Linked DNA regions of Mus musculus: regions 2 and 3 are each linked to region 1. A link is a contact called in public Hi-C and promoter capture Hi-C data. All regions are on one chromosome and are shown on one strand. Each heading gives the region's core, a stretch centred on a gene start, on an enhancer-like site or on the middle of the called end of the contact. The rest is flanking DNA. Distances are from core to core; before and after follow the strand shown.

Region 1 (3,765 bases), core at 944-3,443:
CTACCAAACAAGTTCCAGGACAGCCAGGGTGACACAGAAAAACTCTGTCTTAAAAAAATAAGATAAAAATAAAAACATGCTTTAAAATGTAATCATACTAAAGTCATTTTCTATCGTAAAAAATGTGGTCTATTTGTAAGACAGTCATTCCATGATATGAAATAATTTCCCTTGCCAGCAGTAAGGGCAAATACCTCTAATCCTGGCACAAAGAGGCAGGGGCAGGCAAATCTATGAGCTCAAGGCCAGCCTGATCTATACATAATGAGTTCCAGGCCAACCAGAGACCCTGTCTCAAACAAGCAAGCAAGCAAACAAACCAACCTCTTCTCTTAACAGGGAAAACCAGGCCCCAGTGCATTCTCTTTATGAGCCAACAATGGAAATTTTTCACCTCAACAAGCTGGCCTCAGGAAGGCTCAAACTCATCCTTGTTGCCTAGATACCAGTGACATCTCTGGGGCTTACAAAAAGGCCCTGCCATCCTCTGCAAGGGCCCTGCCATTCATCAGTCAGCAATGACTCCTGGCACATTCTAATGTTCAGATACTTGGTTGTAAAGACCAAAATCTGTCTCCTAGGAAACTCTAAAGCGTCAAAGAAATACGATAAACTGGTTTCAACAACAGTAACAGGTCTAGTCCTGCTACTGACACACTTGAATTCTACTCTTAAAAGAAAACTAGAATACAGGTAAACCAGTCTGAGTTACACTCAATAGTTTAACCAACTTGATCTCCAAAAAGATTTAGTAGGCAGTCAGATGGCCTGTTCACACCAAACATAAGTACTCATTTTGTATTTCTATCTGTGGATAGCTGCTAAAATTAAAACAAAACCCTACAATTACACTCTCCACGGCAACAACTTGGTAAATAAGCATCTCCCATCTCTTAAAATGTTATCCCAGGGAAAGTGCAAATACAGCAAACATTTTAAATACTGAAAATCAACAACAATGCTGTCAACAAGGAAGGTCCTTTAAATTTTTCAAAATGTTTGTCTGCATCATATTTGCTGTTTCAAAACTGCCAGGGCTTCTTTCTTTTGGATCTTTTTATTTTCATAAATATTTATTAGTTGACAATTCCAAACATGTATACAATGTATTTTGACCATATCCATCCCCCTGGTCCCTTCTTATCCCCCTCCCACTGCCTCTGGATCCCTTCAGTACTTTTTCTTACAAATATTCGAAATTATTTTGTTCTTGCTCTATGTACATTTCTGCTAACAAAATGTTTATTTACATGCGATGACTAGCTCTATTTCCTTTCGCGTGTAAGAAGAGCCCTAGATTTCACCAGTTCCTACATTTTTCCCCATTTTCCCGCTAGTACAGCTTTCTTGATATTTGATAGAAATTAAAATCCTAAAAACGAATCAAGTCATTAGGAAGGATGCAGAAGATAGATGCAGTCTTGTTATCAAATATGAATAAAATCCCACTCGTGGTAGGAGCATCAGCATAAGAAGAAGAAAAAAGAAGACACCTTCTGATCCATTTTAAGATCTTAAAGGAGAAGAAGGGGAAAAAAAAAAAACCAATAAGGTTGGATGCGCAGATCACCCTCTCCCCCGCCTTTCCGGGATCAAAGAGGAGCTGACTGGCACAACTGACGTTCAACACCCAAAATGGCTGCACATCTGCAGGCCCAGGTAACAACAGTACCTGAGGATCCGGGCTGACCCTTCCATCCAAAGATAAAGACCCCATCCTCAAAGACCAGGGAGATCGTGGCCGGGGGACCTCTGTGAGACCAGAGATCCTGTCCTCCACCGGAAGACCCAGGGAGACCGCTTCAAAACCGGAGAAAGACACTGTCGTCGTCCCCCGCCCCCTCCCCTCCCCCGGTTCCGGGAGACCCTCCAATGCCGGGGGGAAGATTCTGCCCCGTCTCGGTGGGCAACGCTACTCTCCCCAGTAACTGCAAGGTACAATGGCCCCCCGTAAATAGGGAAGGGATGACTACACAAAAAAAGGGGGAGACCGCTTCTCAATGACAGCCATAGGACCCCCTTCACAAACCCAAGCCTCCCAGGGATCCCGGAGCCCGGCCGCTACCAGCACCGAAAACCTCTTCCCCTGAGCCCCGGGGTGACAGGGCCACGGGCCGGGCGGGGCGGGCGTTACCTGCGGCCACAGCCCAGTCCCGCGACGCTTCCGTCCTATTGTTTCTCTTCCACCAAAATGGCTGCGGCCGCGCTCAGCCCCGCCCCCCAACCTCGCTCCCAGGGCCCCTCGCTATTGGCTCGCACCCGAAGCCGCGCAAGCGGACTGGGCGGCCTGGAAGACTGTTGCTAGGGCGCCGGGATTCGCTTGGGGCGGCTTCCTGAATGGGCAAGGGGCGGGAAGAGGCGGGGCGTTGTCCTGAGTGAGGAGGGTGGCCAGTCTGTTCTGGAGTTGAAGTAACTGATGGGCTGTGTGCCAAATGGATCGATTGCAGGATGCCTAGGGTAAGGGTGGATGGACAGACAGTCCTGGTTTGCCCCGCACTGGGGAGTTTCCTAGGATACAGGAATGTCAAGGCCAGTATTCATTCTGTGATAAACTGCAAAGCTGGTCAACCTAGCAGATGGATGGACAGAACTACATGTCGCTAAGATGGATAAAGGGATAGCAGCAGGGAACAGAGAGAATGACTACAGACGATAGACAAATACATGGCTCTATAGGAGGCCAGTAAGACGGCTCAACAGGTCAAGCCGTTGCTCTGTTTCTCTCTGGCTCTTTGTCTCTGTCTCTCTCTCACTCACAAACACACACTCACACCACACACACTATAATAATTTTTAAAAAATGTTTAGACAGGTGAACAGATGAGTGGACAGACAGACAAGATAAAAGCCAATAGAAGTCTGATCAGAGGGATGTATAGGGTCCTCGGTAAATTGATAGGTCTGGAGCATAGAGCTCATCCAAGACTCCTTTGTCTGGAGCCTGTGTCATTCAGAAGGTCTCCTGCATGAGTGAACGAGTGTCAGCGCAGCCAGGAAAGGCAAGGAGCACGATGGGAACCATGGGCATGGGATGACCTCCTTCTTGGCTATTGGCCTTTCTGTAAAGGATGCCAGAGTTGTAACCCTGCATCCTGGGCATTAGCAAAGATGTAGCTCATAGGTTTTTAAAACTGAAGTATTTATTAAGCACCTACACTCTGCAGTGAGTGCAGTAAACAGATTTTTTTAATCCCTGCTTTCTAAAGGTGGACAAGAGAAACTCCTATTACCAACAGGTTCCTCTTGGAATCGCCTTCCCTTGAGGCCTTCATGGCTCTGTGTTCAGTTCTGTCTAGTTTTTCTTTTTCACATTTTTTCCTCTCTGTCTATACCCACTTACCCCGGGTCGTGGTTTTGTTTTTAAAATATTAACTAATTGAGTCCAGATCCCTCTCTGTAGCCCAGGCTGGCCTCAAAATTAAGGCAATTCTTCAGCATCAACCTTCCTCTTACTGGGATTACAGGCATGAACCGAGAGGCCCAGGTTTCAGGTTTAAATGCCAACTTCATGTTAATCGACCCCAAAAGTGTTTGCCCAGTTCAGGCTCTTCCTGGTTCAGTGTTCAGCTGTTGATAGACAGCCTGCCCTCTGGCTGTGTGTGTTCCTTGACTGTTTCCGTATGGCTGTTGTCGTATTGTTTGTTTTGCATTCATCTGTTGTGCCAGGAGCTTGTGCTGTCTCAGGAACACACCACTTTTTGACATGACCGTGATTTGAGTACCTAAACCCCTACAAGTCTCTCTCCAGATCAGTGTCACAGTTCC
Region 2 (3,765 bases), core at 803-3,302, 2.3 Mb after region 1:
CCAAGTTAGATCAGCAGAAGAAAACTGAGTGGTGCTTCTGTAGTTATCACATTTATTTCGTGACACAAGTTAAAAGACTTAAGAGGTGGTAAAGAATGGGCTGGAAAAAAATGGCTCATCGGCTAAGAACTCCTGCTGTTCTTACAGCGACCCTGGGTTCAGTCCCAGCACCCCTCAGGTGGCTCGCTCGCAACCCCCTGATGTGACAGTTCCAGGGGCTCCAATGTCCTCGGTCTCCCATGGGCATCAGCATGTACACACACACACATAAATAAATAAATAAATAAATAAATAAATACCCAAAGTGTTTAGCACAGGTCCTGGAGGCAGAAGCAGGCAATGTCTTTGAGGTTAAGGCCAGCCTGATCTATACAGGTTGTTCCAGGACAGCCATGGCTACGTGGAAAAACCTTGCCAAAAAAAAAAAAAAAAAGCTGAGCAAATTAAGGCACCACATATTCACTTTTAGAAGCAGAACTGATAGCCAGGTCTGTAATCCTGGCACTCGGGAGGCAGAAGCAGGCAGATCTCTTAAGTTCACGGCTACCCTGGCCTGTACCTATCACCTGCCGGTTTATCCTTTCTTCCTTCCACCCTGGCACACTAATACCCCAGATTTGTCTCTGGTCCCTGAACCTCTTCCCTACCGCTCCAGGACACTCCTCGTCTCTCCAGGCTCAACTTTTTAAAAGGCTTCTTCTGTTCTCACAACACATGTCTCCAAGATACACACCTGCAGACACTGACACGGCCTCTCTCCACTTGCCTGCTCACCCGTGTTCGCAACAGTGAAACAAGACCCTAATGTTAGGAAGGCTACATATGTGACAGTACAAAGCTGAAGCCTAGGATCATTCGAACCCAGGAGATCAAGGCCACCTTGGGCAAAACAACAGAGACCTCATCTCAAAAAGGTGCCCAAGGACACCAGTCGTTGTGGTACTGTGTGAAGATGGAATTAAGAACAGGAGGATGTGTTCTGTACCGTTCTCTCCTTGCCTCTCAATCAATCCAGACCTGTGCCTGCCTCCATGTCATAAAGCGAAAAAAGGTCCCAAGCTCTCCCTCCCACAGGAGCCCAGCGTCTTCCCCATAGACACATCAGAGATAAACGACGATATCTCACTGCCGGAAACTGGAGGGTAGACCCAGGATCTCGAGCCAAACACCCAGCTCTGTTGCCAGTCGCACTGAGTCTTCTAGTCACCACGAGCCTCCGTTTATCCTTCCTCCCGGTAAAAACTCACCTCTCGCTCTCAGAATCGCTGGAAATCTCTTCATTCATTTTGCCGCCACCCTTGGACTTGCCCCTGTCCGCAGCAGAGTCTACCTGGAAATCAAACGATCCTCTCTTGGTCACGAGGCCCAGGACTGAGAGAGGCAAGTAGCACCTGGCCCTGGCCAAGTAGAAGGTTTCCCAGGATTTGGTGGATAGAAGAAAAGAGATGTAGGCTTCCTTCTGACGGAGCCCTTGGCAAAGATACTTGCCCCGATGGGGGCCCTGGGATGGAACGATGGCTCTCCCAGGAGCTAGATCGGTCGCGCCCAAGAGTACACCATGCTCACCTTTCGCCGCCGCTTGCCGGCCACCGGAGCCGCCCCGGGCCCGGGAGCTGGCTTTGCCCGCTTACGAGTTGCCACGGCGGTCGACATACTGTTCAAGGTGCCGCTACCCCGAAGAACTCACATGGCTGCTAAACCCCAGCCGCATGGCAAGACCCGGAGCCCTGATAGGTTCCCACGGCGCAGCGGGCCCCACCTTCCGCAGCTCCATTGGGCCCTTGAGAAGATCCTGCCACGCCCCCAAACGTCTATTGGACCGACGCAGCTGGACACGCCTTCAAGAGCTCCTATAGGCTCCGGCGCCAGCCTGGAGTAGGAAGCAAGTCTCTCTTGCGATTTCCGGCCTGGGCCTGTGGCGCTTGCGCTCTGCTAACGCCTGACTAGCAGGGAGGGGTGGGGCCAGGAGGGCATGCGGTGCTTGCGTCTTATGGCCACAAGGTGGAGCCAGAGGTGCGGGGTTCTGTGATTTTTCCGCTGGAACAGCGATTGAAGCTAATACAACCAGACTCTAAAACTTAAGGAATGGAATTCAGGCAGCTCTGGAGAGGAGACAGCATCCGAACCCAGAGCCAAAATCACCGGGCAAATAATGGATATATGCTGTATGTGCCTAGTCAAAGCTGCATGAGGGGCCAGTCAGTCCGAGCGGCTTTGGATACGTCTACATTACTGTCATTTCATCTCTGGGACTGGCCACCAACCTCAGCCTACCCAGCCTCTGACTCACCCCACTAGCGGCCAAAAGCTGGAATTCTACACCACCCCCAAGCTCTTTCCCCTCCTCACGTGATTGCTGGGAAATCCCTACCAAAAACTAGCTGAAGGCTCACGAAGGGTCGCTAGATGGGATCCCAGACTTGGAACTTGTTTCTTAGGAGGCACATTCAGCATTCCTGATACCGGGCTGGATAACAGCCACCTCTTCCAGGGTCCTGTTTCATTTGGGTGAGTGTCCTTTGGCCCTGCCCTAGAGTCCTCTGCAGGGCAGGGAAGGGTGAGGTTAAAGTGGCTCTTGCTCTCTCTGGCACTTGAAAGCCTGAAACTTTGGCTGGCACCCCAGAACTCAGGACTGTTAGCAAAAGGCTACACCACTTGGTCCTAAGCTCTAGAGAGGTAGATCCAGCTGCAGAAGGGCAACTTATAGGGTCCTTCCCCTGTAGCTCAGATGATTCAGCCCAGCAACCTAGCCAGATGACTGACAGGAGGAGGAAATGTTCTAGAAGGGGAAGGGCCCCAGCGTGGGTGGGGTGAGCCGGCTTTCACTTTTTCTGCTGCCTCGGGGAACACCTCGAGCCAACTGCTTCCTAACTCCAGGGTGGGCAGAACTGACGGGCTCTAAGCTTCTGCATCTCTGAGGTACAAAGTGCAGGTTTGGAGATGGGGATATGTAAACCAAGGAGTAGGAGGCCAGCCTCCTAAAGGGCAAATCTGAACGCTCCCTACCTCTTGCCCCAGGAGAACCATGGCTCCAAAACGAAAGGCCTCTGTGCAGACTGAGGGCTCCAAGAAGCGGCGACAAGGGACAGAGGAGGAGGACAGCTTCCGGTCCACTGCCGAGGCTCTCAGAGCAGCACCTGCTGATAATCGGGTCATCCGTGTGGACCCCTCATGTCCATTCAGCCGGAACCCCGGGATACAGGTGAGCTGAAGCCATGTTCAGACCGCAGCCTTTTTGTTTGTTTGTTTTTGTTTGCTTGTTTTGTTGTGTTGTTGTTTTTCAAGACAGGGTTTCTCTGTATGGCCCTGGCTGTCCTGGAACTCATTTTGTAGACCAGGCTGGCCTCTGGCCTCGAATTCAGAAATCCGCCTGTCTCTGTCTCCCAAGTGCTGGGATTAAAGGCGTGGGCCACCACCGCCTGGCAGACCACAGCCTTCTTTCTCCTCCTTGGGTTCTCTGTTCTAGCCAGGGATTGCGTACCTGTCTTCTGAAGACTGCCAAGGTGGGCTGTTATTCCATTGGGTCAAGGTGTACCATGTCTGACCATCAGACACTAGGGTGCATCACACTCAAGGAAGGGGCCTGACTCAATTTCCCCCGGGACCCTCTTCCGTGTTCCCTCAAACTGAGCCCTCAGGGCAGAGCCAGGTCTTTTTTCAGATTCCCCCACCCAGGAAGCAGCTGCATCCTCTCCAAATTCCCAAGCCCACAGCAGGGCTTCATCACATCCAGTCAGACTGTGACCCTGCCCCCCAAGGGCAGAG
Region 3 (3,765 bases), core at 503-3,002, 2.1 Mb after region 1:
TAACAGGGTTTGGAATGGGAGGAGGGGAGGAAATGGACAGTTCCCTCTAACCCCGCAAGTTTAAGAGGAGCCGCCCCGGGGACATACCCTCTGGCAGTCTACACAGAACTAAAGCACCTCAGTTGGTGATTACTGGGAAAGAGGAAGGTTAAGTCTGGGCTTACACTAAGTGGGGTCTGTGCTATTGAGAGAGGTCTGGGAATGTAAGGTGAGCCGGTCTCAGACCTGGTAGGAGTGTACAAAGGGCCTTGCCAAGGAGTCTGTTGCCCCCTGGTGGTCACTTGATAGCCGGCATTGTTGGAAGCACTGGGAGATGAAGTCTGGTGGGCTGATTCCCAGTTGCAGGCTCTCCTACAATAGAGTGCTGACATTCCTCAGGCATACCTGCAACTCTGATACTGAGTTCTAGAGTTCCCACCCAGGCTAAGGGAAGTGAGCCAAGACAGCAGGATGAAGAAAGAGTGTCTCCTGACAGTCATTTCCTGACACAGGCTAATGAGTTTCAGAGAGACAGAATTAACATGTGCTCTGAACCTGGGCCATGTGCCCTTCGTGTCTCAAGAACCCTATCTAGTGTACAGCCCACCTGCCCGAAGCAGCCAATCATTACCATGTTTGATGTTCACGGTAAAATAGCTATAATGACTTTCCTGCCCTCTCTACTTTGAAGACTTTTGAGTAGCTAGCTGCTTTTTCTTACCAGCCTGTCTACAGCATTGGGACATTTGTCTTGTGGATGACATTCAAGATCACATGTTACCCCATGGCTGCTGGCTTTTTCCAAAGTCATCTTATATGCTCTTTGGGTGATCAACTTTCCATAAAGCAATCTTGTCAGAAGTACTAATATAGTCCTTGGCCCAGCCTGTCTGGCATCAAGATTTATAAACAGCCAAGTTTACAAGCATAGTGGCCTTCCTCACTTCCAGCATAGATCTGGGCGTCTCAGGAGGTGCCCTCAGTACAGTGCTTTGAGATTCATAGGTCATCAGATCCTAGCTCAAGATTGAACCTGTATTGAAGGAGCTTACCCTTGACTTGGGAGTTACCTAAGTTATATTAACTTAGTAGAAACTCCCAGCAACCACAGCCAGGGCTGTGAAGTAGAAGCTTTGAAAAGAGGTGTTCCCTGGAGTGAACTTCCGGAGGCCAAGGCTTTCATTTGGTTCACTCAGTGTTTCCATAATAAAGGTTGGATGGAGGGATGGTCGTCCCTATGCTCAGAGAATCCCTGATGGGTGGCTGAGTGAAGACACTTAAATTTGCATTCTCCAGAGATTGTTCAGAGCATCTTTTGTTTATCCATAGCTTCCTCAGCTGTTAAGACCTGAGCAAGCGGCCAGACTTGAGAAGGTTCTGAGGGAAGGTGGCGAGAGTAAGACTGGTTCAGTTAGTAAGAGGCCGACATTGCTGTGCGGATCCTCTCTAAAATGCACAAACACTATTCAGTCCCGCTTTGGCTTCCTGGGCTTCTGGAGCAGGCAAACAGGCTGACTTTCCCGGTGCTTGGAGCCCGCCTTCACCCCTGCGCCTTCCCTTCCCTCCCTGTCGGCCAGGATACCTTGGGGTATTGGTTGGTTGTTGCTTGATCACCTTCAGGAGTTCCCCTTCATTGGAAGCAGGAATGTGTGTTGTGGGCCCAACCCAGCTGGGGGGGGGGGAGGCGGCGGGGGAGGCGTGCATGTTACCAAGGAGACGGGGCGGGGCAGGCCTCCGCCCTCCAAATCTGGAGCGCACGCGCCCACAGCCACGGTCACGTCCCGCCGCGAAAGGGGCGGAGCGAGCGCGAGGGGCAAGCGCACACAGGCTCCACGACTGAGCCCCTATCTTCCTCCGGCGCCCGTCCGCGTCCGTGGGGCCGCCGCTGAGGTGAGGGCGGGGCCAGAGGCGAGGCGTTCCCGACGGGGTGTCTGCCGGGGCTCCCCCTCATCCCCTCCCGCCTGCTCCCCGCGGCCTGAGCCGCCCTCTGCCCCGCGTCTGACTCACTGCTGGCCCAGCCTGCTTCCCGGGCCTGAAAGCGACGGGGAGGCGGTCCTGACCTCTCGGCGCGGATCCTGCCTCGGTGCTGGGTGCGGGAACGTCCGGGGTCCGTGGGACTAGAGGGGAACGGGCGGGGCCCTCACCTTTCAGCAGCGCTGCCTGTGGCCGCGCGTCGCGTCGCCGCTCCAAACTTTAGCGTGTCTGAAGTTGCAGAGGTGCAGGAGGCCGTGAAGCGAGCCGGGGCGGCAGGAAGCCGACAGCACGAAGCGGCGACCCCAAGGCCCCCCGGCTGCTAGCACCCAAGTTCGCCGGCGCAGGTCCCTTTAAGGGCCCGGCCCTCCGCAGAGCGCACGTGAGCGGCCTCCGGAAGCCTGCGCCTAGTCCCTACTCCGACGCTTGCGGGCCAAGGAAGTCATCTCTACCCTGCACCTCTGACATTAGTGGAAACTGAGGCCCAAGAGAGGGCACACGCTGCCCAAGGTCAGCAGCAGGGGTTGCGTTGGCGCCAAGTGTGGTAGTCGGGCCCAGTGAAGATCATAGGCATGACGTTGTGAAGCTGGACTTGGCCTGACTCCCCCCCCCCCCCCGCGCGATCTGAGGGTGGGGTTGGCGCGTTTGTAGACGGGTCCCCGTTCTGTGGGCTTTCCCTGGAACAGGGTTACTCAGGGCCTGCTTTGCTCACTGCCTGTGTCTAGGGCTGGGATGACTGTTCCTTTCTGCCCCCCTAGCGCCGGAGTACTGGAGCCCTGCTGGACTGGATGCTATGAGTTGCTAAAAGTGAGCCTGACTTTTTCGGTGAGCCTTCCCATCCCCTGTCCTCGCCTTTCTCTATTGGGTGTGGGGAAATTTGCCTTACTTCTTCCTTGGCTGACCAAAGCTCTGGGGATGGGCAGAAACATAGCCCCCTTTTTCTGAACAGTTTGCGAAGTGGAAGGAAGAGACAGGTTGGGAGCTAAGTTCCCTTAAACAGAAGTGTGTGGCAGTGCTTGTCACTCCCAAGACAGGCTATGGCCTAGATATTGAGAGCTTCTAGCCTTGAGATAAGCGAGGGCCAAAAGATGAAGTGCCTTTTTGGAAACCAGAGGAGGGAAAAACTGTCAGTGAACGGCGGTTAGACTGTTGGGTTCCCATGGCCTGTGTTTTGGTCCAGGTGGCTCAGTGTAATACCTATGTGACCTTGGGCAAGCATCTTGACCTCCAACCACTTATTTCCTGATGTGTACCTACCTTCTTAGATTCTCCTTGAGGATTAGTGAAATAGCTGAGTTTCAGGGTTCAGACAGTGCCTAGCCTATATCAAGAATGAGTGGAAGATTTGGTATGATCATTATCAGAGAAGAGAAGAATGAAACCAACCGGAGGTGGGATGAGTAGGGCAGAGAGAGCAAACAGAGAAGATAATGAAGCTTACAGGCAGACCTACAGGGTGCATGAGGAGACCGGTGGGAGTGTCCTGACACCAGAGTTGGCTTCTTTGTAAGGCCAGTTCTGTGTGCTCATTGACTCCAAAAACAGACTTTAGCATATCTTCCACTCAGAACCTTCATATATCAATAGAGCTAAGTTTTCTGTAGGGCTAAATAAAGCATTGTCTTTTCAGCTCTAAAACCTTTTACTTTTTGTTTTTGTTTTTCGAGATGGTTTCTCTATGTAGCCCTGGATGTCCTGGCACTCATTCTGTAGACTAGGCTGGTCTCCAACCCGAAATCCGCCTGCCTCTGCCTCCAGAGTGCTAGGATTAAAGCTATGTGCCACCACTGCCTGGCTTAACCATTTACTTTTTTT

What was found. Promoter capture Hi-C pulls out the DNA fragments that hold promoters and counts their contacts. Hi-C and Micro-C count contacts between places; a contact is called where the count stands out from the background.
Region 2: a Hi-C map of B cells shows a contact between it and region 1, with 5 read pairs. The contact joins the promoter of Parp3 here to the promoter of Ip6k2 in region 1. A contact is called at or near these places in 1 of 39 promoter capture datasets (pre-B cells) and 1 of 484 Hi-C or Micro-C datasets (B cells).
Region 3: a promoter capture Hi-C map of pre-B cells shows a contact between it and region 1, with 3 times the contacts expected there. The contact joins the promoter of Tex264 here to the promoter of Ip6k2 in region 1. A contact is called at or near these places in 2 of 39 promoter capture datasets (liver and pre-B cells).

What each region holds. Positions count from the first base shown.
Region 1 is chr9:108,782,240-108,786,004 of GRCm38.p6, reverse strand. Ip6k2 (inositol hexaphosphate kinase 2) reads right to left here and starts at 2,193. Exons shown (of 6, transcript NM_001379600.1): 1 at 2,135-2,193.
Region 2 is chr9:106,475,236-106,479,000 of GRCm38.p6, reverse strand. Parp3 (poly (ADP-ribose) polymerase family, member 3) reads left to right here and starts at 2,052. Exons shown (of 11, transcript NM_145619.3): 1 at 2,052-2,508; 2 at 3,019-3,202. The coding sequence starts at 3,026. It overlaps Rrp9 (RRP9, small subunit (SSU) processome component, homolog (yeast)), which reads right to left and starts at 1,692. Exons shown (of 15, transcript NM_145620.4): 1 at 1,567-1,692; 2 at 1,248-1,330. The coding sequence starts at 1,653.
Region 3 is chr9:106,683,939-106,687,703 of GRCm38.p6, reverse strand. It overlaps Tex264 (testis expressed gene 264), which reads left to right and starts at 1,752. Exons shown (of 6, transcript NM_001081654.2): 1 at 1,752-1,869; 2 at 2,709-2,775.